2 separate regions of the Hordeum vulgare genome follow, and region 1 is linked to region 2. A link is a contact called in public Hi-C data. All regions are on one chromosome and are shown on one strand. Each heading gives the region's core, a stretch centred on a gene start, on an enhancer-like site or on the middle of the called end of the contact. The rest is flanking DNA. Distances are from core to core; before and after follow the strand shown.

Region 1 (3,044 bases), core at 358-2,857, 240 kb before region 2:
GACTTGTATGTCTGTACACACCACCGTTGGCAAGACTCGGATACAGTCCGTACAGAGGTTTGGCGCCCTCCTCATCGTTCTACAGCTATGAATAACATTTCTGCTCCAACACCAGCACACAGTACATACACAGTACATACACCACGCACATGCTACACGTACCAGCCAAGAAGATCAATCACCAGTAGCCACCACAGGTCTTTGAGATGATACAACGTACTAGCGCACCCACAGCACGTGCCGTGGCAGTAAACAGTCACGGAAAATCATGCCGTTTACCGTGAGGCTTCTGTTCTGTGGTAAACGCGAGCGCCGGTGGTGGAGGCGGCCGTAGTACGGGTCGCCATTTATGAGCTCGCGGCCGATGTCTATTTGCGTTGCGACCATGCGTCGCCGTCGATGTGATTTGGCCGCCTCTTTCCCCCACTTGACATGCGCATTAATGAGCTACACTACACGGGCCGCCACTGTGCAAGTCCCTGTCTTTGCACGGCCGAGGAAGAAGAAGCTAATGGCAGCTGGTCAAACCTCATTGGTCGTAGGAAGAACGCCCAACTCCTTCTCTACTTATTGATTTTTGAACTGAAACATATGTGCATGACGCATGATGTCGCCCGGGACAGATACTTTTTCCTTCGATGCAACTGGAAAATCTACAACGCAAAAAAAAAATCCCTGGAAAATGTACGAGGCGTCAACATGAATTAGTACCTTCCTACGAACACAAGCAAACAATCCCGCGCGCTTTTCCGTTGCTCTCGTTCGGAGGCTTCTACTACTACTACTACTACGGTGCACGAAATCCAGGGAAAGCACAGTACCCTTTTGAAGCAGCAACGCTACACGTTTTGGTTTGATGAGATTATTTCCAAGCCGTGCCCGAACGAAAAGAGAAGAGGTGGGCCCGGTCGAAATGATGGTCAAATCGGATCACGTCGTGTGAGTTGATGCAACCGTCTCCCGCGCTCCCGCTTTTCCCCCACAAGATTTGATCTCGCCATCTTTTGGAACGTCCATCCAAAGGCTGAAAGAAAGCAAAGGTGGCCTCTTTTGCCAAAAGCCAGCAGCCCCCCTGGGGTCCCCTGCACGGAGACGAAGACGGAGACGGAGAGCAACGCCCACGCTTGCGAGCAAGAAATTTCATTTCACTCCCATCCTCGCGGCGATCTTGTTTCGCGTTGTTCGCGTGCAGCGGCGCCCAACATTTTGGCTGCTAGAGCTGCCAACCCGGTGCGTGCCCATCATCACCATCCCAGCCCAGACGCTGGGTGCTGCTGTTGGTAACTGCTGGGTGTGGGTGCTGTTGCCCGTTCCATCCAATCCAACAGGTTTCAGCGCAGGACAAGCCCAGAAACACATGAAAGGAGAGAGAACGGAGGGATCAAATCAAATCATGGCGGTGTTGTGTGCACGGGCACGCCGGGTAGCTGGGTGTGGGTGGGTGCACGCACGCATCGCGAAGTGTGGGCGTGATGCGTATGCTTCAGCACCTCCCTCGCCCACTCTCTGCTCGCCTTGTGTGCGTCGATCGGTCTCGACGTACTATAGGCCCCACCATATGTGGGCGGGTTTGGATTGGCAGACAACGTGATGATGTGCAGCTGTGTGCCGTAGGGGTGTGGACTGTGGGCCGACGCCGAGCGCGCCCACCTTGCAAGGCTCTGGTCTTCTCCCCACCAAACTTGCGATTGGCCCCGATCTCCCTAGCAAGACGGACGGGAGGATGGCAGGCTCCCCTCGCACCTCTCAGTTCGGCTGGCGCAGCGCATCACGGGGCCTTGCCTTGGAGTGTGCCACATGGAGGTTTTCCAGTTCAGTGCAACCGCGCAAACTGCATGCCCTTTCGGGATTCATCCAAAGCGTGTCGAATGCACTACTTATATCAACTTACAACTAGCAAAGTGGCCCGCTTGATGCACGGGCTAGAGTTTTACGAAGTTTAACAGTAAGTGCATATTATTTGATTTGCCTAAATTTTTTGGGAACTAAATGTGACTAAATATACAAATATAAGACTTAAATGTAGAAATATAAGATTTTGCAAAAGAGGTTTTGTAGGTCATTTGGTTTTTTATTTATATATAAACTAGCAAATATGTCCGTACAACGGATGAAAAATATATTATTTGCTCTAATCAATAAGCATGGATCAAGACCCCCTCTAGCCAGTCTCTATCTTATATTTCAACGCCACATCCTATAAAATCTACTCACTCCGTCCTAAAATAAGTGTCTTGATATTAATATAATTTTATATTAGATCTAGTACAAAGTTGAAACGGTTATTTTAAAACGAAGGGAGTATTATATTCGTGTCACTTCTTATTCTAGTTTCCACCCTCGTCAATGATGATTGCAATGGTCACCGGCAATCTCAAGTCGGTGAGTATGTCCATCACACGATCTATTTGTAACTTAATCGTGGCACCGCAAGAGAATGATTAATAAAACTTAAATAAATGTCCTTGATTTTCATTGAGGGGAAGATATCCTAGAGTTGGCTAAAGCATGCTAACATTGAGAATCCTATGTGCGTGACGTACGATTCTTTTGAGGAAACACTCCTCTCTTTAATAATGTGCATTGCAACAGGAAAGTTAATTTAAGTGTCCCTCAAAACGTTCATCATCACGGACATGCCGTAGGGTGTGCAGTTAGATATAGCAGAAATGCATATCAACATTTTTTTTAGGAAAGCATATCAACATGAAACGAGCCCTACAAGGGCAAGGAATGGTTACCTCCGATTTGTTGGGACAATCGTATAAATCTCAAGAAACCAAGTAGATATTGATTGAGTTAAAAAAACCGCATATTGAAGGAACCATGATTGATCATTTCTTAAAAAAAAAAATTGGGCAATCGAATTAATGGCTGCTCAATTGAAGCGAATGCATGCATGCTTGTCCACGATGTAATTAGTTCCCCACGATCCCAAATTTTTTGTATATATACTAGAAAAATCGCCCGTGCGTTGCAACAGGAGAAGAAAAAAAATACCACATACCTTTAACCAGCAAACCACGACAACCACTATGAAAAGG
Region 2 (2,881 bases), core at 223-2,722:
CTTCCCAAGGGGGGGAAGCTGGTGATTGAGCCGCGCCAATATCTCACGCGCGCCAGTGGAATTACCGGCCTCGGCTGCCTTTGCCGCCGCAGCCAGCTCGTCCAGCAGCTGCTGCTGCGCTGCCTCGGCAGCCGTCGTCTTCATCGCCCCGCGAAGCGGTGGCGAGGAAGGCTGGAGCTGGAACGGAAGCGCACCGTGTAGCAGGGGAAAGGTTGCCGCCGCCGACGGTCCTAGGTGGTTTCGGGTGAGGTAGAGGTCATCTGGAACGGAGTGGTGGCGCTTGGGCGGTGGCTGGTGGAGTTGTGAGCGCTGGTTGTGATCGGAGAAGGACGAGAGGGGCATGAAGAAGGTTGCGGCGGGAGGCGGCGGTTGGTGCTGGTGCTGATACTGGTTGAAGAGGCCATGCGAGTGCGCTCCGAGGAGAGGGGGCTTTGTGTCGATACCTTCGTGGAACAGCATGGGAGGCGGCGGGGGCTGGAGAGAGGCAGCCTCCGGTGAGAAGAGGCCGAAGGCAGAGGAGGCCTTGCTGCCGCCGCCGCCGCCTCCGCCTGTGGTCGTGTGCGACATGGCACCGGAGGACGAGAGGTCGGAGGAGGCGCCGCCGAGGTGGTGGTCCAGCGAGAAGCCGAGCGGGTCGACGGGCGAGAATCCGAATCCCGCATTGTCCACAAGCGGCTGCTGATGCATTGGAAGCGGCGGTACGGGCAGCTCCAGGTCGCCGGCTGCCCCCATGATCCAGTTCAAGAAGGTCTGGTCCTGGCCGGCGGCCGCAGCCGCCGCGGCGCTGCCGAGCATGGCGTCCCAGCCCTCCCCTCCATCCAGCGCCCCAGGAATGGGCGGCAGCTCACAGCCTCCGCCGCCGCCGCCGTGGTCGGGCCATTTGGTGGCCTCGGCGTCGCCGGCGCTGCTCTCCGAGACCGCCGCCACGCCGGTGGAGTCCGCCGCGCCGCCGCCGAGGGACGACGACAGCGTCGATGCGGCGGAGTTAGGCGGGCTGCTGAGCCTCCGCGAGCAGTCGAGCACCGACCGCGGCTCCACCAGCAGCTTCCCCGGCGGCCAGTAGCACAGATCCTTGCCGAGGCCCACTCCCCCACCTCCCCCGCTCCGCTCGGCACCCAACAGCGCCGCCCTCATCTACCTACCTAGTCCCGCCGCATACCATGCAGCCCGGCGAGATCTGGGACGCCGCGCGCGGGGGATGGATTTTCCCTCTGCTCTCTTCTGCTGGTGCGTGCGTTTGGATGTGGCTGGCTCTCCCTCCCTCCCTGCCTTGGCCCTGGCCCTGGCCCTGGCGTGCGAGAGAGAGTATACAACAGGGACAGGGAGGAGGTGGGCCCGGGCACCGGGCACACACAGAGAGAGAGAGAGCGAGGAGCAGTGTGCGCCCTTGCCTGCTCTCTCTCTCTCCTCTCTCTGTCCTCGCTGTGTGGTGGTGTGGCCTCGTCCGTCTCCTCTCTCTCTCTTCTCTCTCTACTGCTATCTATCTTCCCTGGATGCGTGCAACATAAAAAAGGTTAAAAAGCGTACCCTCTCCCCTCCCACGCCCTCCTCCCCTCTCTCTCTCCCCCCATCGTTTTCAGTCTGCTTCAAGCTCTCTCCCTCTGCTCTGTGCCTTCTTCTTTTTTCACCCTAGGTTTCTACTAGGTTTTATCTGCTCGTATTTTTTTTTTGCTTCGCAATGGCCATGACCATGGCCATACATGGGTTTATTATTTCTATGGACTGTCTTGCATGTAGAGGCCAAAATTATTGCAATGAACCGAGCTGAGCCTGGTCGTCAATCATGCAGAGCCGGAGGTGGTGCTGTATTGACCGCCAGAAATCGTTGGGGCACTTTGACGGCTGTTTTGTTATGTTCCACAGTGCTGGGCGGTGGCGCGTACGTACGCTGTGTGACTCACCTTTGGTGTCGTAATGCTACAGTGCTAGTGGTGGTACTATCGTAGACTGAGATTGCCATGACGATCGGCGGCCAAATGATTAAAATCGGGGTAAATAATAATCCTGCTACAACTTCTTGAAATCGTCGTTTTCGGAGCTGAGCTGGGCTGACAAATGACAATACTAGGACTCCATGCCTTTGAGTACTACAGTACTACTGATTAATTTAGCATCTTGCCATTTGAAACAGGGCTATTACTGCCATGATATCATATTCTTTTCGGCTGCTCTATCTTTTCGAGGAGACTTGTCTTAGCTTGGCTTACATTAAAAGCGTGCTGTCCCCGGCAAGAAAAAAACATGGAGCCGACGCGGCTTTGTTAGGGATGCATACCAGTTCACGATTTGACACCATGGCAAGATGAAATGACAAACCCCACCAAAAAACCTGTCAAGTGACAGCGTGGACCACCTTAATTTTTTATCACTCATGTGTTCAAACCGTCGCAAATCTTTTCTAACGAGAATAAACAAACAAAACACAAACGCATGCCTTGCTTTCATACATGCTAAATCAAGGTACTTGGTCAGGGCATCCTAAGACGGACCTGCAAACCGCCCATATCGGTTCAAACCGTGGAAGCCATCCAAAACGAGTATGTATCAGTGTGTGCCACGGTCTAGACGAGATTTCATTCATATTGAAGACAAATATGAACAGCTTTGCACGAGTATGGACATGAGAAACGTCCCTATCTAACACTCGCAGCCATCCCAATTCCCCTTCCCGGCCCCATTTTCTTGCACTCTGCCCCTTCTTCCCCTTGATTTGCATCTGCACCCTTCATCTCCGCCACAGCTGCTCCTTGTATGCCTCCAGCGGCCACAAAGGCATTATCCGACATCCGCAACCAGCACCGAAGCGCATGCTCGCCCTTATGACGAAACTTTTCACCATCGAGCCGTTTACACCCAGGTACACTCCGCACCTGTTGACAAC

Evidence for each region. A called contact is a pair of places that touch in the nucleus more often than the background predicts.
Region 1: a contact with region 2 is called in a Hi-C map of seedling, with 2.4 times the contacts expected there. The contact joins the enhancer-like site here to the promoter of LOC123406350 in region 2. A contact is called at or near these places in 1 of 6 Hi-C or Micro-C datasets (seedling) and 1 of 1 datasets of contacts at active chromatin or transcription factors (embryo).

The regions. Positions count from the first base shown.
Region 1 is chr6H:419,938,549-419,941,592 of MorexV3_pseudomolecules_assembly, reverse strand. No RefSeq gene overlaps it. Among protein-coding and RNA genes, the nearest start is that of LOC123404579, 190 kb to the left of the region's middle. Within about 2 kb of position 1,607, at least 3 of the 3 cell types and tissues checked have open chromatin away from gene starts, as enhancers often do. A contact at or near this core is called in seedling, where this site is marked.
Region 2 is chr6H:419,703,266-419,706,146 of MorexV3_pseudomolecules_assembly, reverse strand. LOC123406350 (scarecrow-like protein 6) reads right to left here and starts at 1,472. Exons shown (of 1, transcript XM_045099856.1): 1 at 1-1,472. The coding sequence starts at 1,134.